Regions from separate parts of the Sus scrofa genome. Here regions 1, 2, 3, 4, 6 and 7 are each linked to region 5. A link is a contact called in public Hi-C and HiChIP or PLAC-seq data. All regions are on one chromosome and are shown on one strand. The core of a region is the stretch at or near the end of the contact, and the rest is flanking DNA. Distances in the headings are between cores, read along the strand shown.

What was found. A called contact is a pair of places that touch in the nucleus more often than the background predicts. HiChIP or PLAC-seq counts read pairs in DNA pulled down with a chosen protein or histone mark.
Region 1: a Hi-C map of liver shows a contact between it and region 5, with 3 times the contacts expected there. The contact joins two enhancer-like sites. A contact is called at or near these places in 1 of 47 Hi-C or Micro-C datasets (liver) and 1 of 2 datasets of contacts at active chromatin or transcription factors (alveolar macrophages).
Region 2: an H3K27ac HiChIP or PLAC-seq map of skeletal muscle shows a contact between it and region 5. The contact joins two enhancer-like sites. A contact is called at or near these places in 2 of 2 datasets of contacts at active chromatin or transcription factors (alveolar macrophages and skeletal muscle).
Region 3: a contact with region 5 is called in a Hi-C map of liver, with 4 times the contacts expected there. The contact joins two enhancer-like sites. A contact is called at or near these places in 2 of 47 Hi-C or Micro-C datasets (both in liver) and 1 of 2 datasets of contacts at active chromatin or transcription factors (alveolar macrophages).
Region 4: a contact with region 5 is called in an H3K27ac HiChIP or PLAC-seq map of skeletal muscle. The contact joins two enhancer-like sites. A contact is called at or near these places in 1 of 47 Hi-C or Micro-C datasets (liver) and 2 of 2 datasets of contacts at active chromatin or transcription factors (alveolar macrophages and skeletal muscle).
Region 6: a contact with region 5 is called in an H3K27ac HiChIP or PLAC-seq map of skeletal muscle. The contact joins two enhancer-like sites. A contact is called at or near these places in 2 of 47 Hi-C or Micro-C datasets (liver and skeletal muscle) and 1 of 2 datasets of contacts at active chromatin or transcription factors (skeletal muscle).
Region 7: a contact with region 5 is called in an H3K27ac HiChIP or PLAC-seq map of skeletal muscle. The contact joins two enhancer-like sites. A contact is called at or near these places in 1 of 47 Hi-C or Micro-C datasets (skeletal muscle) and 2 of 2 datasets of contacts at active chromatin or transcription factors (alveolar macrophages and skeletal muscle).

What each region holds. Positions count from the first base shown.
Region 1 is chr7:4,177,386-4,180,869 of Sscrofa11.1, forward strand. No RefSeq gene overlaps it. Among named protein-coding and RNA genes, the nearest start is that of LY86, 71 kb to the left of the region's middle. Within about 2 kb of position 1,251, at least 39 of the 83 cell types and tissues checked have an H3K27ac peak or open chromatin away from gene starts, as enhancers often do. A contact at or near this core is called in liver, where this site is marked.
Region 2 is chr7:4,244,322-4,247,781 of Sscrofa11.1, forward strand. No RefSeq gene overlaps it. Among named protein-coding and RNA genes, the nearest start is that of LY86, 140 kb to the left of the region's middle. Within about 2 kb of position 2,175, at least 16 of the 83 cell types and tissues checked have an H3K27ac peak or open chromatin away from gene starts, as enhancers often do. A contact at or near this core is called in skeletal muscle, where this site is marked.
Region 3 is chr7:4,298,622-4,301,899 of Sscrofa11.1, forward strand. It overlaps LOC110261768 (a long non-coding RNA gene), which reads left to right. Exons shown (of 4, transcript XR_002346278.1): 4 at 1-3,278. Among named protein-coding and RNA genes, the nearest start is that of LY86, 190 kb to the left of the region's middle. Within about 2 kb of position 1,375, at least 12 of the 83 cell types and tissues checked have an H3K27ac peak or open chromatin away from gene starts, as enhancers often do. A contact at or near this core is called in liver, where this site is marked.
Region 4 is chr7:4,194,760-4,198,231 of Sscrofa11.1, forward strand. The region is part of intron 2 of LOC110261765 (a long non-coding RNA gene); the gene reads left to right. Among named protein-coding and RNA genes, the nearest start is that of LY86, 88 kb to the left of the region's middle. Within about 2 kb of position 1,667, at least 3 of the 83 cell types and tissues checked have an H3K27ac peak or open chromatin away from gene starts, as enhancers often do. A contact at or near this core is called in skeletal muscle, where this site is marked.
Region 5 is chr7:4,591,015-4,594,482 of Sscrofa11.1, forward strand. All of the region lies in intron 6 of RREB1 (ras-responsive element-binding protein 1), which reads left to right. Among named protein-coding and RNA genes, the nearest start is that of RREB1, 80 kb to the left of the region's middle. Within about 2 kb of position 1,482, at least 17 of the 83 cell types and tissues checked have an H3K27ac peak or open chromatin away from gene starts, as enhancers often do. A contact at or near this core is called in liver and skeletal muscle, where this site is marked.
Region 6 is chr7:4,271,053-4,274,749 of Sscrofa11.1, forward strand. No RefSeq gene overlaps it. Among named protein-coding and RNA genes, the nearest start is that of LY86, 160 kb to the left of the region's middle. Within about 2 kb of position 2,074, at least 44 of the 83 cell types and tissues checked have an H3K27ac peak or open chromatin away from gene starts, as enhancers often do. A contact at or near this core is called in skeletal muscle, where this site is marked.
Region 7 is chr7:4,225,637-4,228,883 of Sscrofa11.1, forward strand. No RefSeq gene overlaps it. Among named protein-coding and RNA genes, the nearest start is that of LY86, 120 kb to the left of the region's middle. Within about 2 kb of position 1,390, at least 66 of the 83 cell types and tissues checked have an H3K27ac peak or open chromatin away from gene starts, as enhancers often do. A contact at or near this core is called in skeletal muscle, where this site is marked.

The DNA of each region.
Region 1 (3,484 bases), core at 1-2,500, 410 kb before region 5:
CCACTTTCACTGTGTGGCTCAAAACATATTGAGAAGAACAGAAATGGCCCTTAGGCTCCTCCATCCACTGCAGGCTTGCAGGGGACACGGCCCCCAGCTCCGTCAAGTCCCTGCCCAGACAAAAGACGGCGGAAGATCTCGTGGGCTGTGGCAACAGAGGGACCTGGCCTGAGGATTCGGAGAAGCAGCATAAGCCTCTGTTTCCTGGGGTGTTAAGCAGGGGCAAAGTCCGGACCGTGGGCGGGGCCAGGGCTGAGAAATGAGGTCAGACAGTTAAGTCCCTAGGACAGGGCTTGAGCGTTTGGGAAACTGGTTACAGACACTCAGCCCAGGGAGTGGCCACACAACAGAGAAAACTCACCAGCAGAGGCTGAGCGAGTCCTGGGCTTGTCACACCCATGGTTCTGTAAAGAACCAGCACACACACACACACACACACACACACACACGCGGCTCCTCCTCCATCCTACACACACCCACCAGGTCTGCCTAGAGCCACATCTTTGCTTCCAGCAAGATGCCCCTGGAGGTTTTCTCTTTTCCATCTGCCTGAAAATGGTCCAGAGTGTCCAGCGGGGGTGCAGTCCCCGCCCCCCGGGAGTCTGTACACCTGGGATGCCCTTGACTCTGGTCCACCATCCAGGGCTTACCCCAGCAGGCCGCTGCTTCCCCTGCAGCCAAAAAGAGTCACCTGCTGAGTGGGATGAGTGACTGGAGATGCTTGCCTCTATGGCTTCCGACTCGGAGACCGAGCCTCAGCTCTAGCACGCACTGGAAGCCAGGAAAGGAAAGGTCTCCTGCAAGGTTCGAGAGAAGGTGGGAACTCATAGGAGCCACTGGAGGAAAAGCCACTGCCATAAACACCACTTCCCACCTGCTGGCCCCTGAGCAGGAGCCGGCTCCGGCCCCAGGCGACCCTGGCGGCTGCTGCGGGGCCTGCTTGCTCTTCTCGCAGCTTCTGGGGAGAATCTGCACTATTTACAGCTGCCCTGGAGCTCAGCCTTTGCCCAGATCGATTCCAAATGCCTTCCTGACTGAACGGGGGCACCAGATGGGTCAGCCTTCTGTGTCTGAGCTTCCAAAGCTCTGCAAGAGGGTCTCCCAGGAGGCAGGAGGCAGGAGGCAACCGCCAGGCCCAGACTCTCCCAGTGTAACTGGGTTCGTGTGACAGAGCCTGGGAGGCCCTGGCTCACGGCTCCCTCAGCCCCGGATGTGGTTTGGAAAGTTGGTCTGGAATGTGTTTTCCCATCAAAACAAGGAAGTTTGGACAGTACGTTCGCAGGACTCCCTGAAAGCCAGTCAAACCCACTCTGGGCATTTTGCGCAGAGACCAGGGATCCAGGGAAAAGCCTGACACGTTGGGGGAAGGGGGAGACTGGACTGAGGTCAGATTTGGGGTGGGGGGAGTGACAAGATGGGCGGGGGAATGGAGAGGGAGCTGGGGGGGCACACAGAGGCCAGGCCGGATTTGGGGAGCCACTTAGGATTTTGATTTCCCTCGAAGGCAGGGGGACACCATTCAAAGGTTTGACACAGGGGAGCCACCCAGCTGCAAAGCGTGAAACCTTCCTCCTTCAAGACCCCCTGGGTGGGGGTGGGGACAGTGGCTGTGAGCTCAGCAGTGGGGGAGCATGCACTTGGGAGGAAGCTCTGGGCTCCCCCCCCCCACCAGGGGCCCCTGAGCATCTGGGCTTAAGCTTGGAGGGGGAGGTGTGTTTGTGCAAAAGGCCCACAGACGCCGAACCCCAGATGCGGGCTGGTTTTAGGTGGGGGCAGGTGTCCATAAACCAGGAGGCATCTGCGTTCTGCTTTCTTAAAAATGCCATTTTAGAGTTCCTGTCGTGGCTCAGTGGGTTAAGAACCTGACCAGTATCCGTGAGGGTGCAGGCTCGCTCCCTGGCCTCGCTCAGTGGGTTAAGGATCCGGCGTTGCCGTGAGCTCTGGCATAGGTCAAAGACACAGCCCAGATCTGGCGTTGCTGTGGCTGTGGTGTAGGCCGGCAGCTGTAGCTCCAACTCGACCCCTAGCTTGGGAACCTCCATATGTGGCAGGTGCAGCCACAAAAGGAAAAGAAAATGCCATCTCCCCCTGGCCTGGGAACGTCAACCAGCCTAGACACAGTGGCTCCATGGCTGTGCCAGGACTGAAAGAATATGGCACCAAAACGAAGAGTCTGTTTTCTGGAAGGCATTTGTTACCGCCAAACCTGGGACAAAACCAAACTCCACTGCGCTTCAAGCCAGAATAGATTAACTCTTCCTCGTGCCCAGATACAACCTGTACTCCCCCCTGTGAGCCTGTGGGGAGTCCCTTAAAGGTGACAGGTTACATGATCACAGTGTTTTTCCAAAAGGAAAGATAGTATAAATAAATACACCTGCAACGCCAATGATAACATTAAGTTTTTCTGTTTAAATAGATTAATAAATAAGTCCGCAGGGTACAATCAAGGTTGCTTAAGGTCGTGCGTGTCCCTAAGCACGAGTTAGTCAGTGTGAGAGCAGACAGGCCAGGCTTTTGTTTTGTTTGTTTGTTTTTTGTTTTGGGGGGTTTTTTGGAGTTTTGTTTGTTTGTTTGTTTTTTGTTTGTTTTAGGCTTTTGAATTTAAAGGTTTTTATCTAAGCCGAGCGACCTTGGAGCAAGTGAATATTTGTTCTCCAAACAGCACATTTCACAAGGCAAACATTTTAATTTCGCTTTATATTTATTTCCTTTATTTATACATTTCATCTGTTTATAGATTGTTTGCCTATTTATATTTTTTCATGTATTTATTTATTTGAGGCAAAAACCATGATTTAAAAATCTTAACCAAAAATACACCCGGTGAGGGAGTTCTGGTCGTGGCTCAGCAGTAACGAATCCGACTGGGAACCATGAGGATGCGGGTTCCATCCCTGGCCTCGCTCCGTGGATTAAGGAGCCGGTGTTGCCGTGCGCTGTGGCGTAGGCTGCAGATGAGGCTCGGATCCTGCATTGCTCTGGCTGTGGTGTCGGCCGGCCGTTACTGTTCTGATTCAACCCCTAGCCTAGGAACTTCCATACGCCACAGGTGCGGCCCTAACAAGACAAAAATAAAATAAAATAAGAACCACCCAGTGAAAAAGAATGGGTGTGTGTCCATGTATAACTGAATCACTTTATTGCACAGCAGAAATGACCACAATCTTGTAAACCAAGGTTCAATAAAACTTTTAAAACGAAAAGAAAAAAAAAGAAAAAAAATGCACCCAGAAACCTAGCCTTAAAGGATTGGAAACTCCCCTCCCGAAAGCAAGAGGGTTTTTTAGCTAAATTATGAAACACTGGGAGGCGTCCATGAGATTTCAACAAGAGTTTCATGGCAAAAGATGGCTCACATATTTTTCCATGAATACATTAGAAACAGATTGATGACTATTGAAACAGAAAACATAAATCCTGCCGTATTTCACGGAATCTGAGTCCACTGGCGTAAGACACTGTTGTTTAAGGGGAAATGCTG
Region 2 (3,460 bases), core at 925-3,424, 350 kb before region 5:
AGCGGTTAATGAATCCAACTAGGAACCATGAGCTTGTGGGTTCGATCCCTGGCCTTGCTCAGTGGGTTAGGGATCCGGCATTGCCACGAGCTGTGTCACAGACGTGGCTCGGATCCCGCATTGCTGTGGCTGTGGTGTGGGCCGGCGGCTGCAGGTCTGATTAAACCCCTGGCCTGGGAACCTCCATGTGCCACGGGTGCAGCCCTAGAAAAGACAAAAAAAAAAAAAAAAAGAATGGGACCAAACCAATAGAACCTGGTCACCTACTGTGAAAAGATACTGTAAAGAATACTACTAAATAGAAGATATTTGACTGTACTGGAGGAAAATGCTGTATAAATATAAACCTTTGTAGTTTCTACATAAAATAGCTTATGTAAACTTTCTTTACTATCTAGAGTCATATAAATACAGAAAGACACCTTAGTAATACTGCCAACTCAGACCTTGATAATTTCTTTTATATCCAAAGTTTTAAGCGCTAATATCCCTGTAATATAGTCATATCTAATCTCTCATATATCAGTTTCCTCATCTGAAGAACTGATTAGAGGTACAATCAATTTCCCTATATGATTCTGGAGCTCACTATAAGGAGCTAATGAAATAATAGATTCTATTGTGTGAACACTTTAGAAAATTAAGAATCCCATAAAAACAATTCTTATAAAAGTAAATATAGTTCTTTATACTAGACTTCCCATCAGGGAAATTGAGAAATATTGAATTTTTTTTGTCTTTTTTTGTCTTTCTCAGGCCACACCCGTGGCATATGGAGGTTCCCAGGCTAGGGGTCACATCAGACCTGTAGCCGCCGGCCTACACCACAGCCACAGCAACGCAGGATCCTTAACCCACTGAGCGAGGTCACAGATCGAACCCGCAACCTCATGGTTCCTAGTCGGATTTGTTAACCACTGAGCCACAATGGGAACTCCAGAAATACTGATTTTTATAGAAAAAAATGAAAACCTGTACTGGCCTGTGAAAAATATAAAATCCAGATTTCCCCTCAATCCATCCGTGTGGAGGAACTTTTTAGGAGGCCTCCAGGCAAGTCGTGGTGTGAGATGCGCCACAGAGTTCATATTAACATACAAAACTTTCAACTGGATGAGGGCAGGAGAGAACTAACCAGAGAAAACTGAAGATACACCCTCTGCTGTTACATGCGGAAGGCTTCCTGCCAGCAGGTGTATGTGCGTTTGCATGTATATGAATATGTATATACCTGCCTATATATTATGGATGTATATGGAAGTGTGTATGTTTGTGTACACACCTGTATTATGTATTGATGTGTCTGCATGTGAGTGTATTCATGCGTATGTGTGCGTGTGTATGCATGTGTATTGTGTTCATATGCGTGTAGGTACTTGTGTGTGTACATGTGTATTCATGTGTGCATGTGTGTACATGTATATGTATGCATGTATATGTTACTATGTATCTCTGTGTACATGTGTACATGTGTGTATTGTTTGTGTGGGTGTGTATGGGTGTACGTGTGTGTGCATGTGTGTTGCATGTGCATGCACGTGTGTGCAGATGTGTGCTGCGTGTGTCTGTGTTGAGGGTCAGAGGCACAGCCCTCTTAGGTACCACATGTCTTTCGCCATCATTCCTTCCAAAACAGGAAAAAGCCTCAGGCGAGCCACGCAGGCCTCAGAAACCTTGCGCTTCTGTCTCGGGTTCCGCCTGCGGGATTACCCCAGAGCGCCGCCGAGGCCGCGAAGCCCCGGCCCGCATCACCCACGGCAGCTCGGGCCTGAAGCAGGTGTGGCAGCGACACAGGTGGTTGGTTTGTCAGGGTCAGATTGGCACATCTCTAGCCTAGGGCTCTAGGGGAACGTTTAGATGTCGTTTCAGGGGTACGGTGTTCAGCTCCCCGGCGTCAAAGGCAGGCCCCTGCACGCTTCCCTCCCACATCCTGGTCTGGTGGGAGGGGAGAGGGCAAAGGGAAGGCGAGGAAGGAGGGAGGAGGGAGGGAGGGGGGAGGGGGAGCGAGAGGGGTGGGGCAGTGGGCGGGGAGGGAATGAGGGGGGCTGTCCTGCAGCCTTTCCGACTCGCCCCAGAAACCCCTTCTCAGGCACACGGGACTCCCCCGGCCCAGCCCTGGGAATCAGCCTTGTTTACCCAGCTCAGGGCGCTCCCTTTGCAGTTGCTATAGCAACCACCAGGGGTCAGTTTATAGAAGGAGACTCAGCGCTCCAGCTCCGTGCGGAGCCCAGCTGAAAACAATAGACCGGGACACCCGGGAAGGAAGCACATTGAAAACTTTGCCAGGAGCAGAAGCATCGCTCAGAGCAGAAGATATCCCTCGGCGATGCCGCGTTTCTTCTTTGCCGCTAGAGCTATTCTAGAACAGCGGAGGGGAGAGTGGGTCTAATCATTGCATCTTCCAGATTTTCCCCTCCCACCCTCTGCCACCCTTCCGCCCCCCGGCCCTCATGGCCTGAAGGCAGATGTTAGGAGTTGAGGTAACAAGGGCCGCTGACGGGGTTCATTTAAAGTGATAACTTCATTCATATAAGGTATTCACTGAGGATCAGAGAGATCCTTACAAACTCATTTTTCCGTCTTTCTCATGGGGACGGAGGCAGCAGCCACAAGAACCGCGGGCTCATCTAGAGGTGCAAGCCAAACAAAATGGAACAGAGAGCATGCTGGGAATCTCTCAGGATGCAGGATGCTAGGATGCTGTCCAGTGAAGACTTTCCAGCTCTAACCCGACTAGCCAACCAGATCTAGCAAATTTTAAAAGTACAGGGTGCCCAATTAAATGAGATTTTCAGATAAACAACAAATGGATTTTTACAAGCCTATCCCACGAAATCTTTGGGCTATCTATAGCGGAAGCTGAATTTAACCCAACCCTATTCTAATCCTCCTCATTACCGCTGCCTCCGGGAAAAAAAGCACGACACGTGAGTTCGTCCTCTGCGGCCAATCATGTGCCAGATCACCGTTTAGGGTGATCTGATCCTTGGACTATCCTGCCGACAGTGGAAAAATGAAAAGGCATTGTTTACCTGAACGTAAATAGTACACCAGAGGCAGGTCAACTGCCCATGGGCGGGCGAGGCTCCTGACCGTCGTCCCTCAGATCTAAACACCTGCTCTAGGAGTTTGATGGCTCAAAAGGAAAGAATCCAGTGCTGGTATGACTTTGACTTTTTCACAAAGTGTAAAAGTCAGCTTCCTAAAGAATAATGGTTCTTATTTCTTTGACAGGAAAAGCATTTTTTTTTCTTGGCCGTGGCCATGATCCCTCGGAAGTTCCTGGCTCAGGGATTGAACCCCTATCACACCAGCAACCGGAGCCACTGCAGTGACAACACCAGACCCTTAACCTGCTAGGCTGCCAGGGAACTCCAGGAAAAGCATTTTTAATGAGTTTTTTGTTTGTTTGTTTTTGTTTTGCCCAGGAATAAATGACTTTGGCTTCCCAGTGTTAGGC
Region 3 (3,278 bases), core at 125-2,624, 290 kb before region 5:
GGAAGGAAGCGAGAGCACTTTTAGAGAAGGGACTAATCTCGTCTGACCAAAAAAAAAAAAAAAGACATGTAGAGGTAAAAAATAATAATAATAATTTTTAAACATTTAAAGGTTTTTAAAAACTTTTAACAATTAAAATTTTTTTTAATGTCTTAAAGTACATACAGAGAAAGAGTAAGAGATGAGCTGGAAAGGCCACTTGAGTCCGGCACTCAGGAGGCTGAGAGGTCTGGCCCTGACCCTGCAGGCAGTGGGGGCACAGGTGCAGGCGCAGAGCCACTGGCCTGGGTCAGCCCTCTGCTGGAGCCCGCCCTGCCAAGAAGAGAGGGGCACGGTAAGGCTCCCAACTCCATCTGACCTTAAAATCACCCAGGATCATCTTTAAAAATGACCAGATGATCGATCATAGTTAACATACTCAGTGGGTCCCACCACAAATCTCTAGAATCCAAAACTCCTGGTGATTTTAATGACATGCCATTTGGAAAACTTCTACTTCTGGCTAAATCATTCCCCAAAGAAAGCATAACGATATCTGCAGGAATCCTTGGAAATTATTCATGCCCCACCACTTCCTCTAGTCTGTCTTGTCTGTGCAAATGCAGCTAGTCCACAGCAGAGATCTGCAGCTTGGCTGTCCAGCAACTCCTTTCTCCTATAACCATCCCCAGATCCCTACAGATCACCTGCTGCCCCATTCTCAGCCCACTGGCTTTGGGTAGAGGCAGCTGGCAGGGAGTGGATCGTATGACCTGGGTTAGCCAATCAGTAGATGATACACTCTCCTGGCCGTATGATTGGTTCAGGGGCAGGCTGTTGGCCCAATCAGAGGCTCTGAGGCTTTGCTTGGGAATCGTAAGCCAATCATCTTCGCTTTTTGAATCCAGCATTCCCCCCCCCACACACACACACACCTTGAGAGCAGCTGGCAGCCGTCCTGCAAAGGGAGAGCCCTGACTCAGAAAAGAAGTCACACCAGGGCTGGGCTCTATCACCTGAGGCTTGAATACAATCTCACCTCAAGCCACACCCCGTGTACTCTGGACTCCTTGGTTACACCAGCCGGCATATTCCGTTTTGCTAAGCCTATTTAGATCAGGCTTCATGCCAGTTGCAACTGAATTATCACTGATAGAAGGTACAGAGTCTTTCAAGTACAAGGAAAGCAGGTACCCTTAGTCATCTTCAAAGGAAGCTGTCCTCCTGAGACAGAGGCAGACTGCTGGCACCTTGAGCTCATTTCAAAAATTCTTTTGGAAGCTTCTAGAGACAGCAACGAAAATGGTTTCTTTGTTAGGCCAAAGAACCTCTCTCTTGATGATGCAATAATTCCATCTCCCTGTGTGTGGTGACTGGGCAATGTGTTTAAAGGACACACGGTAAAAATCTTCTTTATATTATCTAAGCATAAAGAGTTCTGCAAAAATCAGGAAGAACTGTGCTGGCTGGGACCTGGAAAGTCAGTTCCTGGGTGTCCTCCTAAGGGGTCTATCAGTGTGACTGATGGTTTATGTGAACATATGTCAGACACAGCACCTGCTAACAGGACACAAGTCTGTTTGCTTTTCCCTTTGAGACTTTGCAAAGCAACAAACCTGGGAGAAACTTTTTGAATTTCCATGTCACAGGTGAGGAAAAGAGGAAGGAAGAAAAAGAAAAACGAGAGAGAAAGGACCCAGACAGGAGAGTCTGGGAGTCATTTTCTCTGTTCTAATTCTGGCAGCGAGCCCCTTCCTTTCCCCAGACCACCTCAAGGAGAGTTCACCGGACATGTAGGTGCAGATAAATAGCCTGCCCTCTGACAGGCTTCTGGCAAAAAGACTTTCATTTTTGTGTTTAAATTTCAGGACTAAGGAGACTGATGCTTTATTATCCAAAAAAACTCACCTGCCCAGACTTGGTACTTTCTGACAAATAACCTAAGACAAACCCATGTCGTATTACTGTCTGGACTCTAAAGAGTATTTTGAAGCCCCTTCGAGTGGTATCTGCACTGTAAGAAAAAGAGCAGTGAGGGTTATTCCCAGGCTAACATCAGCGGTGAATTTCCCTGAAGGCTCTCTGTAACCATGCAGTGTTCCCCCCGACACCCTGAAGGGCCGCTGTGAAGGCCAGCGAGTACCACCAAGGTTCAATCCCTGACACCCTCACCAACCTTCAGGACTGAGAAACGTGTGTTCGGCTTGCTGAACATTTCAAAAGCCTCTACCTCTTCCAAGGGAGCGAGCCGGGGAGAAAAGCATTGATACCAGGACCAGAATCGAAGGATAGATTCTACAAACTCCAAACCAAATCCTTTGTCCATCGAGTCATCCATTCAACAAATACGGGTTGAGGTCCTCCTGGGTGCCAGCCCCAGTCTCGCGCTGGAGGTAAAACACCAAGCAGGCCAGTTAAGTCCCAAGGAACTTCCACATTCGAGAGAAGGAGGATGATAAAAACAGGTGAAAAATGCCTGGGTACTGGAATAGCAATAGCCTAGCACGTTAGGCAAAACTAAAGCCGAGCGGGGACGTTGGGGTCGAGAGAGGTCATAGGCCTGGAGTGCTCAGGTGATGCGAAGAAAGGCCCCAGTGTGGCGGTTCTGAGCCGAGCAGCCCAGGGGGAGGAAGGGGCCAAAGCCTGCGGGCGGTGGGGGCCAGGTTTGGAGGCTGATGCGATGGTGGGGCAGGAGGTGAGAGCAGAGAGCTGCCCGAGACCCCCTGAGGGAGCTCACAGATCCTCATAGGCGTGGAAAGGAGAGTGGGTTCTAATGGAACCATGACCAGAAGCCGCGAGGGGGTCTAAGCAGGGAAGTAAAGGGATTTGTGTTGCGCTCTGGGGGCCTGCGAGGCATGGATGGTAGGAAGTGAAAGCAGAAGCGAGGAAGCCGGCGGGGAGCCTGTCCAGTGATGTCACTGGGGCTGCCCGCCGTCCGTGCTCTCAGCTCTCCCCCCGGGCAGCAGGCACCTGGGAAGCAGTGGTCCAGGGGATGGATGCAAAATCCTGGTCTCAGGGGAGCTTGCAGCCTCCCGGTGAGGCAGAGAGGTAACACTTAGCTAGGGCACAGCATGGGAGGCGATGGGGGACCTGGGCTGGAGAAGCGGCGGCGGAAGGACGTCCCAGGTGGAGGCCTGGAGGGCCGGGCGCCCTGCCGGGAGGGTGGGTGTGAACTGCTGTCCCTGTAGGAGGGAGCAGCACCCAGGGGCGCGCTGGCTGCCTGGCGCGGCTGCCTGCCGCCTTTGTTAAGGGGTTGGGTGCCCTCCCCCGCGGGTCTGCCAAGCCGCCCCCAGCCTTCT
Region 4 (3,472 bases), core at 417-2,916, 400 kb before region 5:
GGAGGAGCCGAGAATCTGGCCCTTAAGGAGGATGGAGGCCGGCTTAAATGACTTTTTACAATTGCCTACCTTAGCGTGACACTTGCAAGCTTAGGACGAAAGGCAGGCAGGAGGGAGGGAGCGAAGGCAGGACAAGAAACCTGTCCATTTGGAAAGCTCGTCCCACCTCCAGCTGACGGCTTCCAGGAAACGGAAGGAGAAAGAGGAAAACAAACCAGTAAAGGTGCCTCGTAAACTTTTACTCCACCGCCCCAGACACACGGGCATGCAGGACTGGAGAGGCCCCTAGATCACCTCCCTGGCCCCATTTCCTGGATGAGAAAACTGAGGCACAGAGAGGTCCCGGGAAGGGATGAGCGCTCACAGCTTTGCACGGAGCCCGGTGCTTCAACAGCAGGCTTCCCACACGCAGCCCTCCCCTCTCCACGGGGTTGGGCGGGGCGGGGTCCGGCCTGTCTCCTTCTCGGCAGGGTGAGGGCGAGCCTTCCTGAAGAGCTGGCGGGAGAGATATCACCCACTCTCTTTCCAGAAAAATCCTCCATGTATATATTTCCACGAGGCTGGGCACATAGTAGGTCAGCGGCCCATGGTCAGGACTGTGGCAGCCAATCTCCTATTTGATGGAGCCCAGGGGTTGACTATTGCCTGAGTGTCTAACAAGCTCTGGGCTTGAGCTGCACCTGCTCCTCGGCGTCTGACCACAGTCGGCACCTGTAATGGACCCCCCTGGGGCTCCATCTAAGCAGGAAGGGGGCTCCACTCTCCAGCGAGCCCACCTACACCTCTCCGCCCTGGCCTCCCCTCCCTGCCTGGATCTTATCAGGGACCAGGTCTCTCTGTCCGTTGCTACGGCCACCAGCGTCAACCCAAGCATCTCGGCACTGTGGTGCTCATGGGTGCTTTTATTTATTTATTTATTTATTTTGTCCTTTGTCCTTTTAAGGCCACACTCCAGCATGTGGAGGTTCCCAGGCTAGAGGTCCAATTGGAGCTACAGCTGCTGGACTACGCCACAGCCACAGCAATGCCAGATCCGAGTTGCATCCGTGACCTACACCACAGCTCGCGGCAACACCAGATCCTTAACCCACTGAGTGAGTTCAGGGATCGAATCTGCAACCTCAGGTTCCTAGTCAGATTCACTTCTGCTGCGCCACGATGGGAACGCCATGCTCATGGGTTCTGGCCAACATCCAGGCAGATGCTAAGCAGTCGGGGAAGGAGAGGTTTTGCTCTGAAAGCTGTCCCAGGGCTATTCCGTGGGACCCTCTGGACTGTTGACCAAATCTTTCTTTTCCTTTCCTCTTTTTTTTTTTTTTTTTTGGCTTCACCCATGGCATACAATAATTCCCAGGTCAGGGACGGAACCTGAGTTGCAGCAGCAGTCCAAGCCACACAGTGGCAATGCCAGGCCCTTAACCTGCTGCACCACCAGGGAACTCTGGCTGAGTCTTTCAAAGCTGTCCATTTGGTGGCATCTGTGACCAGGCAGGCAAGGTTCTTTCCTCTCCTGTGCCAGCTTCCTGACGCCTCTGACGCCAAATGTCAAAGAGCTGAAGAAAGCTGATCCCAGAACCTGGGGCACCAGCTGGTTACCAACCCCTGAAAACTTTACCAGTTGCCACCAGTTCCAAATCTCCCAGCTCTTAAGAGAGTGGTGAGGACTGTCACCCCACGAGGTCCAGCCCAGCCCATTCCAGATGCTCCCAAGTGACCTGTGACCTGGACAGGCTCGGAGAGAAAGATACCAGCCCTGGGAGAGGCAAAGAAGCACCCAGTTAGAGGCTAGCGATGTCCCCTCTTCAAAAACAAGCCAAGGCAGGAGTTCCTGTCGTGGCTCTGCGGAAACGAATCCGACTAGTACCCTAGAGGAGGCGGGTTTGATCCCTGGCCTCGCTCAGTGGGTTAAGGATCCAGTGTTGCTGTGAGCTCTGGTGCAGGCTGGCAGCTGTAGCTCCGATTGGACCCCTAGCCTGGGAACCTCCATATGCCACAAGTGCAGCCCTAAAAAGACAACAACAACAACAAAAACCGAGGCAGACCTCTGGCGTACAGGCGCACAGCCGGCACTGGGGCTCTGCGGGCCCTGTGCTTGCATTCGCTGCCATCACAAGCAGAGGGGGACTCCGAGGGGCTCCCCACCGAACACCACACGGCAGGGCACATCTGTCCCTTGAGGTGGGCAGCCTGCTGTATCCTCATCAGGACTCTCCCAGAATCCTCTACCGGGAACCCACCGGGGGTCAGAAAGCAGCGTGTCGCCAAAGAATGCTGCCTTCACTCACTGCGGGTCCTTGACTCCTCCTCTGAGCTCACAAAGTCACAAAGACGGGAGCCCCCCGCCCCAGGGACGTGCCCACACTGAGAGAGTGCGGCCTGGCAGTGGGGGGAGCAGGAAGGGGCTCATAGCTGTTGCTCATGTAAGAAGGGGTTGGGGTGGGACAGTCGGTGTCCACTTCTCCTGACCCAGCCACAGCAGCTCCAGCGACTTCTGGGGTCCAGGGCCACCAAGCCCCCTCTCAGGTCTTATTTTTGCCCTTGATCTGCCAAGAGGCACTTTGCTGAGCCATGTCTTGGCTCAGGAGTTGTGAATAAAGAAGAGCATAGGGAGTTCCCATTGTGGCTCAGCAGTAACGAATCTGACTAGTATCTATGAGGACGCAGGTTCGATCCCTGGCCTCACTCGGTGGGTTAAGGATCCAGCATGGCCGTGATCTGCAGTTGCAGACGTGGCTCAGATCTGGCATTGCTGTGACTGTGGCATAGGCCAGCCGCTGCAGCTCCGATTCAACCCCTAGCCAGCCTGGGACCCTCCCTATGCCGCGGGTGCATCCCTAAAAAGGCAAAAAATAAAAAAGGAATAAGAGCATGTTAGGACTGAGTTGCCTGGGGGGGGAGGCATCTTCTTAGGAAGTAATGTAGAAAATACCCCTTTCCAGTGGGAGGGAATATGACCATAATAATAACTAGTGAAAAATTAATGAAAAAGATGCTGAAAGAGGTTTTAACTTCTTTGTACTTTTCTGTGCTCCCCTGGAGTAATGTATTCAGCCTTCTACTTAAGCTCAAATGTTTTCTTGAAGATTTATGGTTTAATTTTAAATTGATGGATAGCGTGTTTACCTCTAGGGCTGGCAAAGCAAGCCTGGAGTTCAAGCCTTAATATTCAGACCCCATGGCCACACCCAAGCCCCCATCAGAGCATCACTAACTTAACAAGCATCCCCTAAGAGCAAGGGGCAGAGACGGTGGGCAGCGGGGCTGAAAAGCCACGGTTCAGAGGGATGGCAGCCATCAGGCGTCCCAGGAGAGTCGGCACAAGCCCCAGGCTTTCCTCCCACTTCCCTCTCTCCATCCTTCCTCCCCTCCCCCTCCCGGCACCCACACCCGTCCCGTGTTTTCAAAATGACTTCCAGTCTCTGTGTAGACTATTTAGATGATCAGAGGCTGGACAGGGTCCAGCAGGGAGAAG
Region 5 (3,468 bases), core at 232-2,731:
TGTGCTGATTTCATTTATTGTGAGTCATCTTGATTTGAAGGAGGGGGCTAATCGTTGGGGGGCCGAGTTCTAGTCCCAGTTCTGTAGAACTTTTCGGAAATCTCCAGTTTTCTCTGCTTTACCAACAGGGCATAGCAAAACCTCATTCAGAACTTGTGCTCAAACGCAGTGAGTGTTTGTGGGAGCATTTTGAAGGCTTGTAGGGTACCATGGAAGTGTGCTGGGTCGGGGGTCTTTCTGAGTTGGTGCTTTCAGAGCTGAAGGCACCCCTGTGATCACCTTCGAGAGGTGAGCACTCCGAGCTGTGTGACCCTGGCAGGTTCATTGACCTCCCTGTGTCTTGGTCACTTCATCTGTAGAAGGCGGTGCTACTGTGCCAATTGGAACATTGCAGGGGATTCATGATTTAACACATGCCAAGCACATAAGATAATGGTTAGTTAACTAGGACTTAGAAATAAATTTAAATAAATGGTCATTAATGTCGTTGTTCTTTGTGCCACTGAGGGAAGGTGTAACGGCTGAACAGTCATATAATGCCAGAAAATGAATGAAGAAGTTATTTTTCCCTTTGTTCTTTCCTAGATTAAACTGGTAATTTAAACATCAAAACTTTATTTAGAATATTTGAGTTGATCACACTGCCTTTATTTCATCTTCTCTGTAGAAAATCGCAAACAATGCGTTAAAAGAGCACTTGGTTTTCAGTCCTCAGTCGCAATCAGCACCACCTTCCCTTGTTGGTGAAACTGTGCTTTTGGAAAGAAATGTGTATAAAAATGTGAAAACACTTACAAAAATGTGCCAGAGAGAGTAGAGTTAGATTTATTTGTCCTGGTGGATCTGTTCCAGAATCTGATACTCCAGTGGTGAGCTGTGATCTCTCCTGAGCAAATACCTGTGTTACATTAATCAGGGGCCAGAGCCCCGCTGGGATGTGTGTGCAGGAATTAAAAAGAAGAGTGAGGGCCCGAGTCTGGAGTAGCTGCATCCTTGTTTGATTTTTCTAGGCGTGAAAGGAAGTCAGTGGACTGTGTGTTTGCTGCTCAAAACCAAGAAGTTCTGTGTCTCATTTTCCTTCTGCTGCTGCTGCTGCTGCTTTCAAGATCTGTGGCAGCAGCTGGGACTCTTGAGCCGGGAGCCGATGGCCAGGGCTGGGCACCTACCCCTAGGGCCCTGTTCTGCCTTCACTGTCACCTGCCCTGGGCCCCCTTACCTGTGACAGGACTCTGTGCTGAGTGTCAGTCCCTCCCCTCAGGGCTGCAGGACCCCTCTGTGATGTGAGTCCCTGTAGTGTGGACTTGTAGGTCGGGTTCTCCGAGGCCTAATCGCACAAGGCTGGTCCAGTGCCCCTGCCCTCAGCCCCCGGCTCACCCCGTTCTCAAGGTCATCTACACGAGCCCAAGTGCCGTGTGCCTGCGTATGTGTGCACGCACTCAAGTTTCCTGGCTGAGCCCCGCCTTGCCCGTGTTTACTGCCCAGCGGCGTGCTGGAGGAGGCAGATCTGGACTCCACCCCAGATTTTGGTTGCTTTAACCCCTAGAGGGCTTCACTATGCATCTCACAGTGTGGACCTCGAGAGCTGCATCCTTCTCCATTTCCAGTTATTCCTAGCTGATGAGGAGATACTCGTTGCAGCTACCCACTTTATAAAGCAACTCTCTCTCCTTTGGCCACGAGTCATTTTATGAGAGTTCATTTGTTGTCTTTGTTTATGAGGCTAATCAGTCCTTCTGTAGTGTTTCCTTCACTGTCGTTTTATGAGAGGACCGTCAACCAGTAGAACCGTCATATTTATTTAAAAAAAAAACATTTCACAGAATCAGGTAGCAGATCAAATTACGTGTGGTCACGTTGATAGTTGCAGTGTAGCATTAATAAGCCCATTACCTACACTGCACACAGAGTTTAAAACTTCGTTCGAAGGCAAGTGTGGGGAGTTGCCATCCTGGCTCAGCGATGAACGAAACCTGACTAGGATCCATGGGTACATGGACTCCATCCCTGGCCTCGCTCAGTGGGTTAGGGATCCGGCGTTGCCATGAGCCGTTGTGTAGGTTTTAGGCAAGGCTTGGATCCCAAGTTACTGTGGCTTTGGTGTAGGCCAGCAGCTACGGCTCCAGTTTGACCCCTAGCCCTGGAACTTCCACATGCCACACGTGCAGGCCTAAGAAGACAAAAATAAATAAATGAATAAATACATGCAAGCAAGTGTAAAGTGTAACAGAATCACTTTGTTGTGCAGCAGAAATTATCACCACTTTGTAAATCAGTAAATAAAATGCCACCAAAACTTTACAAATGTAAAAAAATAAAAAGGAATTGTATATTTGGTAAATAGGGAGACTTAGAGTGATGCCAGTTCCAGCTTATTTTGAAAAAGTTTGGAGGAGAGACCGTCTCAATTTAGTATCATATCCGGTATAGTTTTTCAAGTTGCCACATCCCTGTCTGCAGATTCTCATGTTTTTGAGGTTTGAAAATCCTTTATCCCAAACCTTTCTAAATAGCCTAGTTCCTGAGCAGAATAATAGGCTGCCATCACAGTGCAAAACACGTATCATGGAAACATCCCCGTGGCTCCGGCTTTTAACTTCCCAGAACTCCTTATCAGTCTGCTCCCATGTTGAAAGTTTGGATTGAGCCGTGCTTGTCTTCCAAAACAAACCTGGGAAACTGAGCCAGGGCCCGCCCTCTGGGAGCGTGCAGTGTAGGAAAAAGGGCACTGAGCTTTGCAGTTTGCACAACTTTCCAGAAAGTGCCAGACGGCAGAGCTGTGAAGAAGTGATGATACTTGAAAGGATTGAAAGGGATCTCATTTGGAAAGAATCCAATCTCTGAAATGGGTCTTTTTCTTTGGAAAATCGTAATTATAAAATAGGGAATTAACATCCATTTTGCTCCTCATCTTAGGAACTGTGGACTTTGGAGCTGTGCAGGGGGTCGTGGGGCGCATATCATGTTAGGGACACGCAGGAGAGAGACCCTGGCAGGAGCCAGAGCAGGCTTTTCTAACTCACTCCTCCATCCTCGGAAGAGGTCCCCTCGGGCGCCGGCACACCCTCCAGAGAGCAGGGGTGTGTAACCGTCCAGGTGTGGGTGTCAGAGGTGCAGGGGAGGCAGGGGGTTCCTGCTTGTCTTGCTCCCCCCGCAGTGGGCCTGCCTTTATCTGCCCCCGAGCACAGCAGGTGCAGGCCCTGCGGATGCCGCCGGAGAGTGGGCAGTCTTCAGGAGCAGAGGCTTATGTGCTCCTGTTATGCGGGAAGAAAGCATGCGCTGCTCAGAAATGTGACCTGCTCCGTGACAGACGAGACCACAGAGGCTCTGAATTTAGCACACAACTCTCAGATGCTTAGACGCAGCCAGCCCTTGGCGTGTACTGCCGAACTTGGGCATCTGAACAGGTGGCCAGCATTAAAGGGCTGAAGGAGCAGAGGTAGGGCAGTGTCACTTCTTTACCCTCCAAGC
Region 6 (3,697 bases), core at 824-3,323, 320 kb before region 5:
AGACACTGACCGCCTAGATTCGGGAAGCCTGCACGGGCTGAGGGCTAATCGTGGGGGAGCACAGGGACACGCCTGGCATGGAGGAGGGCCCTGGGCACTGAGACGCTCTCACTGGCTCTGGCCGGGACCCTCTTCGACTCCCGGCCCCAGGGAGACACTGCTTCCCAGCGTCTTCCTGCCCCGCCAGCCTCCTCCCTCCCCTGGGCTTCGGCAGCTGCGGGCTTGGCCGAACCTCCCTCCCCACGTCCTCGCCTGGCCGAGCTGACCTCCGCCTGCCTGACCTCCACATCCGTGCCCGGGCGTGCTGCCCACCCCAGCTTCCAGAACGGGGCCAAGGGTGGAAACGCTGCCTGGCAGGAGCTCAGCAAGGGGAGGTTTCCACGCGGGCGCTCCCCCCACCGCCCGGAGTCCCCTGGTTTGCTGTCACGCTGCTGTCCTGACCCCTTCTGCCTCCACACCGTGTCAGGCTGACAACAAGAGTGGCCGTTTGATGGGCACCCGTTGCCTTTCCAGCTCTGTGCTCAGACCGCCTCTCTGTGTCCCCCTCAGAGAAGCCGGGGCTCAGGGTCTGCTCTCCCCCAGCCCCGTGGCCCCTCCCCGCCTTTCCCAAGGGAATAGTCCAAGTTAACCGTGTGTTGCTGTGAAGATGAGCAGCGCTAGATGTGCCACAGGAAAGAAAGAGGGAGAAACGGACAAGCGTGTGAGCCAGTGACCAGCCCCCCAGGTTTGCCCAAGACTAAGGGCTTTCCCGGGGCAGTTTCATTGCTCAGGCTGGGAGAGTCCCTGGCAAATGGGACGGCTGGTCAGCCCAGTCATTCATGACATCCAGGACCTCAGAAGTGGCTCAGAAACCAAAGTGACCCTTTTGGGGAAGCTACTTAACTTCTCTGAGCCTCAGTTTCCTCATCTGTAAGATGGGCATAGACCTCACAAGAAAAGGATCAAACGCACGGAGCACTCCTCCAGCAGTGCCCGTCGCCCTGTGAGCCTCTCAGATGTCACCGTCAGGCCCTGGAGGGGCTCTGGGCCCCGAACCATCGGCCCCCGGGGGCAACCCCACCCACTGCCAGCCGCAGCCCCCGCTGCTCACAGAGCCTCAGAGCCTCATCTGTCCAGCCGGTTCGGGGCGGGGGAGGCTAATGCAGTGACAGAACCTTGCTTTTCGGGTCCAGACCCTCAGGCCCCCTCCCCTCTGCGAGTTCACCCTCTCCCAGTCTTGGGGAAGAAGAAAAAGAAGAAGGAGCCAGCTGGCTCAGAAGACTTTGCCTGGACTCCGCTGACCAGGCCTTGCGGGTAAAGGCGGCATAATTTCTGTGTCAAAGGAAGCGATCCGGATGTTAAGACTCAGACCGGCTGGAAAACCCCAGACCCTCCGTTCCTCACCACCAGACAAGGAAGTCTCAGCTGATCAATGGTGGAAGGTTCTCGGTGAGGGAGGCAGGGATGGGCAGGCCAAGAAAAGAAGTGACAGAAGCGTCCCGGCCTCGGGGCCTCAGCGCAGGGTCTGAAAGGCTGATGGCCAGCGCACCTGTTCCCCCCGTGATGTCTACAGGCATGGGGTGAGGTGGGCAGGCATTGTCCTTTGGTTGGTAGAGGGCACACAACCCAGCATCTCCTATAGAACATCAGGGGCCCCCATCTCACTTATGGTGACCTCTGAACCCAGCTGGGGTCAGAGCAAAGTCCAAGCCACACCTGGATCCTGCTGCCCCGCTGCCGGGGCCCAGGGTGTGTTCCTGGCTTCCCCTCCCAGGCCCTGCCTGTCTGGCCCCACGGAAGAGGAACCGTGGTCTCAAAGCCTTTACATGAAGGTCAGTGGCTCGGATGTTGCTATTTTTTAATGTTTATTGAATGCCCAAGGCATGTGAGCCCGGGGAGAGAGCAGGGGTGCACAGAGTGGGAGGGGCGGGGGGGGGGGGGGGGAACGCTCTGCAGATAAACACATGTGTGCATTCCAGAGCTCTGAGGGAAGGTACCCCAGCCCCCTGCGGGAGCGGCCTTGCCCACACTGTCACCTTCAGGGCCGTTCCAGAAGTTTCCACTCCAGGGCTTGGCGACAGGAGGAGCCAGAGCCTGAGGACCTCCTGGCTGCCTCTGCGGTTCAGCCACCAGCCCCAGCCTGCCGCCACTCCCCCTGCCTTGCTCTGCTCCCAGGCCTCTCCTGGCTCCCTTCACTGCGGGCGCTCAATAAAGAACAGCTGGAGGCAGGGGGCGGCCCTCCGTGGTCTTCCCAGGCGCCCTAATCTGGGACTCCACCTGTTCTTCCCCCAGGCTACGGGGTGGGGATTTAGTTTGAGTCAGGAGGAAAAGCCATCACCTTTGGGAGAGGCCTGGGGGTGCAGGGGGAGGGGCCGGCAGAGCTAGGGGTGCAGGGACCAGCCTGGAGAGATGCCGTCCTGGGTTTCCACGCCTTGAACCTTCCAGCTCACCTCTCCACCTGCCCCAGGGGTGCACTCACCTCCTGGGCACAAGGGAAACACACCCGGGGGCGGGGAGGAGCTGGCAGCCCCCGAGCTTTCTGGTGTATAGACTAACGGCTCTGGGTTCACACGCCGCTCTACCCCGACCTGGGTCAAGTCACTTCTCCTCTGCATCTTCGTTTTTTCACCTGGAAAGTACAGGGCTGGGGTGGGAAGGCTTTGCACCGCTCCTTCCAGCTCCCGGATTCAGCCACGTGGGCGGCGGAGGAGGGTGTGACGGGAGGGCCGCCGGCGGGAGCCTCCCGTGAGAAACGCTCGCTCAGGTCTCATTACTCATCTCGCGAGGCCACATCCCCTGGGTTGGGCACCGAGGCCCCACCCCCCAGGCCTTCATCCTTCACTTGCCAGTGACTCACGGCCCTGGGGACAGGGCATCATGAGCGCCCCTGCCAGCCAGCGCCCCGCGCCCCATCCCCAGGAGCCGCTGCTGGGAGCTGCCGGGCCGTCAGCTGTTCCTGAGCCACAGATGCTCCTTGAGTTACCAACCCGAGAGGACATGGAAAATGAAACAGGAGATGCGGTGAGCGGGGCCAGAGGGCTCCCGGGCGGCTGTGGAAAGACGGCCCAGCCAGAGTGACCGCGTTCTGTATTGGTTCTCTCGGGAAGACTTATATGGTTAGGAAAAGAGCCTCTTCCCATCACAAGACACAGCCCTGCTTTTCCGCAGCTCCACCAAAGCACCACCCCACCAACTGCAGACGTTGCCAGGCCCCAGAAGTGCCTGACAATGGCATGTCAGCGTCACAGCTATTTTTCCCCAAGCGCCTCACAGGAGGTGGGGAGCAGAGCCGCAGCGAGGCCCCCCCACGGCAGGGGAGTGTTCCCAGGGCCACCCAGCCGGCCACTCAGCAAGCAGGTGGCCTTCCTGGAGCCCAAGCCATGCGGCCTCTGCCCAGGGAAGCAGTCAGGGCAGCCGGGCCTGGGATATTTTCAGAAACATAGGGAATTAGGTCCCCCCCTCCGCCACAGCCCCAAGCATTCCCACCACTCTGGACATGGGGGAGCAGCCGGGCGGTGAGACGGCGCCCGGGGAGGGGGGGGAAATCTGGCCCATTGGACCTGAAGTCACGTGGCCGCAGCTAAAAGCCTGCTGCTGCCCAGCGCTGGGGCTGACAGCCCTGGCCTGGATGCGCTGGGGAATGGGTTTCGCGAGGTTGGATCGAGTGGCTGCTTTCCTGGAAGCCGGGCTTCTGGTTGCTAAGGCTGATAAGGCGGGC
Region 7 (3,247 bases), core at 140-2,639, 370 kb before region 5:
GGCATATGGAAGTTCCCAGGCTAGGGGTCCAGCTGGAGCTGCAGCTGCCAGCCTACACCACAGCCACAGCCACAGGGGACCTGGGCCGCATCTGCAACCTACACCACAGCTCACGGCAACACCAGATCCTTAACCCACTGAGCAAAGGCCAAGGACGGAACCTGCATTCTCATGGATACCAGTTCTTTGCTCTTAACCCACTGAGCCACAATGGGAATTCTCTATAAGCATTTCTAAATGTGTCTAAACCCAAGTCTTAATCCCCTCAACAGACCTGAAGCTCCTCTAGGCTTCCGTTTCAGTGGCGTCACCACTGTCTACTCAGCCGCTCACCAGAAACTGGGAGGCATCCTTGCTTCTTCCCATCTGAGCCCAGTCTCCATTCTCCGTGTTTGTGGCTTCCACCTGGACCAAGCCACCGTCATCACTTGCCTGGACTTTGGTCAGAGCCTCCTAAGCTGTTGCTTCCTTCGTGACCCACCCCCACAGGCCCATCCCCCCATGGCAGATAGGACGGTCCTTGCAAAGCCAGAGTCCCAGGGCTTCCCCTTCCCGCAGCTCTGAGGGCACATTCCAGCTTCTGGAGGATGCCCCCTCCTGGGGCAGTGTCCACCTCTCCTTCCTCCTAGGGGCACTTGGACCAACCCTGCTTCTCTGGGTTCCGTCCTTACTGAGTTCTCTTGCTTCTACCAGTACTTTCCAAAGAGCAATCATGTTCCCTTTCAGGCTAAAATGCAAAATAGAGCCTGGCTTATCTCCCAAGAAGGCCAAACTCCAAGTCAATCCTGGAACATCTTTTGCCCACTTGAAAATTCTTGAAAAGCAACCGCTGATTCCCAGCCAGGCTCCCTGCCCCCGTGCTCCCCCGCCTCGTCCACTCTGCATCCTCTGCAGCCTCTGGTCACCGCTGCAGCTGGGCTCTGCCCCTTCAGAAGCCGACGCTCCAGCGAGGTGGGGGATTTATGGTGGAAGGTTACACAGAGCGTAAATCTGGCCTCAGGAATCAAGGGCTGTGACATTTTTACGGCCTCCTCCTCCAAGCCCCTGCGTGGATATGAAGCAACCAGAGGGAAGAACATCTGGTTTCACTTTTTTTATTCACTACCCCAGCTCCCATCTGACAAAACCCTCCGTCTTGCCAGTGTTCTGGTGGATGGTGGAATGAATGAGCCCTGGGGCAGCTCTCTGCCGCAGATCTGCTTTTCCTGGCTCATCACGGGGTAAAGAAACCGCGGGGACCAACGGGCCGCCACCGCTGCACTGAAACAAAGCGTGTACCCAAGTTGAGGCCGGGGTGGCAGGCTGCGAGCTCGCCTGACTTACGGAAGGACATCTACCAGGGCGGCGAGGGCTGGCCCGGGCCTCCCCGCTCGCAGGGGGCGTGGCCGGGACGCGCGCGATGAATGCTGGGACTTGTAGTCTCTGTGGGCAAGATGGCCGCCAGTGAGAGTCGCACACCGCCGTCGCTGGCCGGGACTTAGCAAAGTAAGGGTTCCCGTAATGACTACAGGTCCCCTGGAGGAAGGCACACCAGAGATAAGAAGCCGCTCCAATAAGTATCTCCTGTTCCGCGTGGCTAGCCCAGAGCCCCACCTCACGGCAGAGGCTTGCTTCTCAGCTGATGGCGAGGCCCTGCGGGAGCCAGTTAGAAAAATGTGCCCCTTGTCACTCATGCCGACTGACCGTAGCCAGTCAGGTAATTGACCAGCAGGGAGGATGAGAACCAGGCTTCTGGCTCTCCCTGTCCCGCTTACTAGATACCACTCCATCAGCCCGGGTAATGGGAGCCCTAATCTTTCATCACCTGCTCCCTAAGCTGTGCGCTGGCCGGAATGTTCCAGAAAAGATGGAAAGCAACAAAGTCCAAGCAGGACAGTGCACCGGGGCCCTGTGAGGACGGCCCGAGTGGCCAGATCTCCTGCTCCCCCTCCCCCCGCCCCCGTCTCCAGGACTCCAAAAGCAGATCCCCGCAGACCGAAATCCCTCCAGAGTCCTCACGGCCTGTTGAACAAGCTCGTCTGTACAGTGCGCATCTATCCTTCTCACTCACTGCTGCCCCAACTCGCACCCTAGGAGGGTTATGTGCAGATGCGAATGGTGACTTTTATGAGCTGCCCGAAGCTGTGTGCCCAGAACTGCACTGGATCCCAGAAGGCGGTGCCGTTACGTCCATTTTTCAGATGGTGAAATGGAGGCATGGAAGTTAAAGCCTCTACCACCTGCTGCCCTCAAACCTGAAATCCAGCAGGTGGTTCTGCGGAGGTAAGCATGGAGCCAAGCAGACAGTCGGCACGGGAACCGCAGCATCACCCACCTCGGGAGGGCCTCATGCTGCTGCCGCCAGCACTGGTGAGTGGCCTCTGCTCCCAGAGTTTACTCCCTTGACCCCCCCCCCCATTGACCTCCAGCAGAGACCCTGATCCCTCGGGGGCTGTGCTCTGGCCTGGCTGGTGGGGGGACTTTAAACCCCCCCCCCATGCCTGGATTCCAACATAGAGATTCTGATGTAATGAGCCTGCGAGGTGAGCCTGGACATAAGGGAGGTTGAAAAGCTCCCTGGGGGATTCTAATAATGTGACCAAAGTGGACACACTGACCTAGACTCAAACTTCATCAGAATAACACAAACCAAGCCTACAGACGCCCGTCATGGGCAGGCACCCAATGCCGTGGGCATCCCTTCTGTTTGAAAGGCAGAAGCACCCAGCAAGCATCAAAGGCAGGTGACTTAAGGGCTTCAGTCCCTCACTGACCCCGCTACTCCTCTCTGCCCCTCCCTCTCCACTGCGCCCCCCCCCCCCCGCCCCAGAAGCTTGAAAACAGTTTTTTTCACTTCCATTTACTGCTCTCGTCTATTATAGCCAACCTTCTGTTTTTCTTTTTTGGCTGCCCTGCGGCATGTGGAGTTCCCAGGCCAGTCTCCACCTAAACTGTGCCTGGCGGGGGGATCGAACCTGCCCAGCCAGTCCCGAGACGCCGCTGATCCCCTTGCGCTACGGTGGGGACTCCGACAGCCAAGCTTCTTGAAAGAGCTGTCAACACAGTTTATATCCACTTTCTCTCCTTCCAAACATTTACCCAATCCAATCCGACTTCCACTCGTGCCAAGGTCACGGCTGGCCTCCATGTCACCTACCTCAGCCATCTTTCCAGACCCTTGAGCTTGGGTGCAAGACAGAAACCCCCTCTCCCCTCCTGGCCCCCTTAGGGCCACCGTTTCTGGATTTTTCTTCCCTGTCCCGATTCC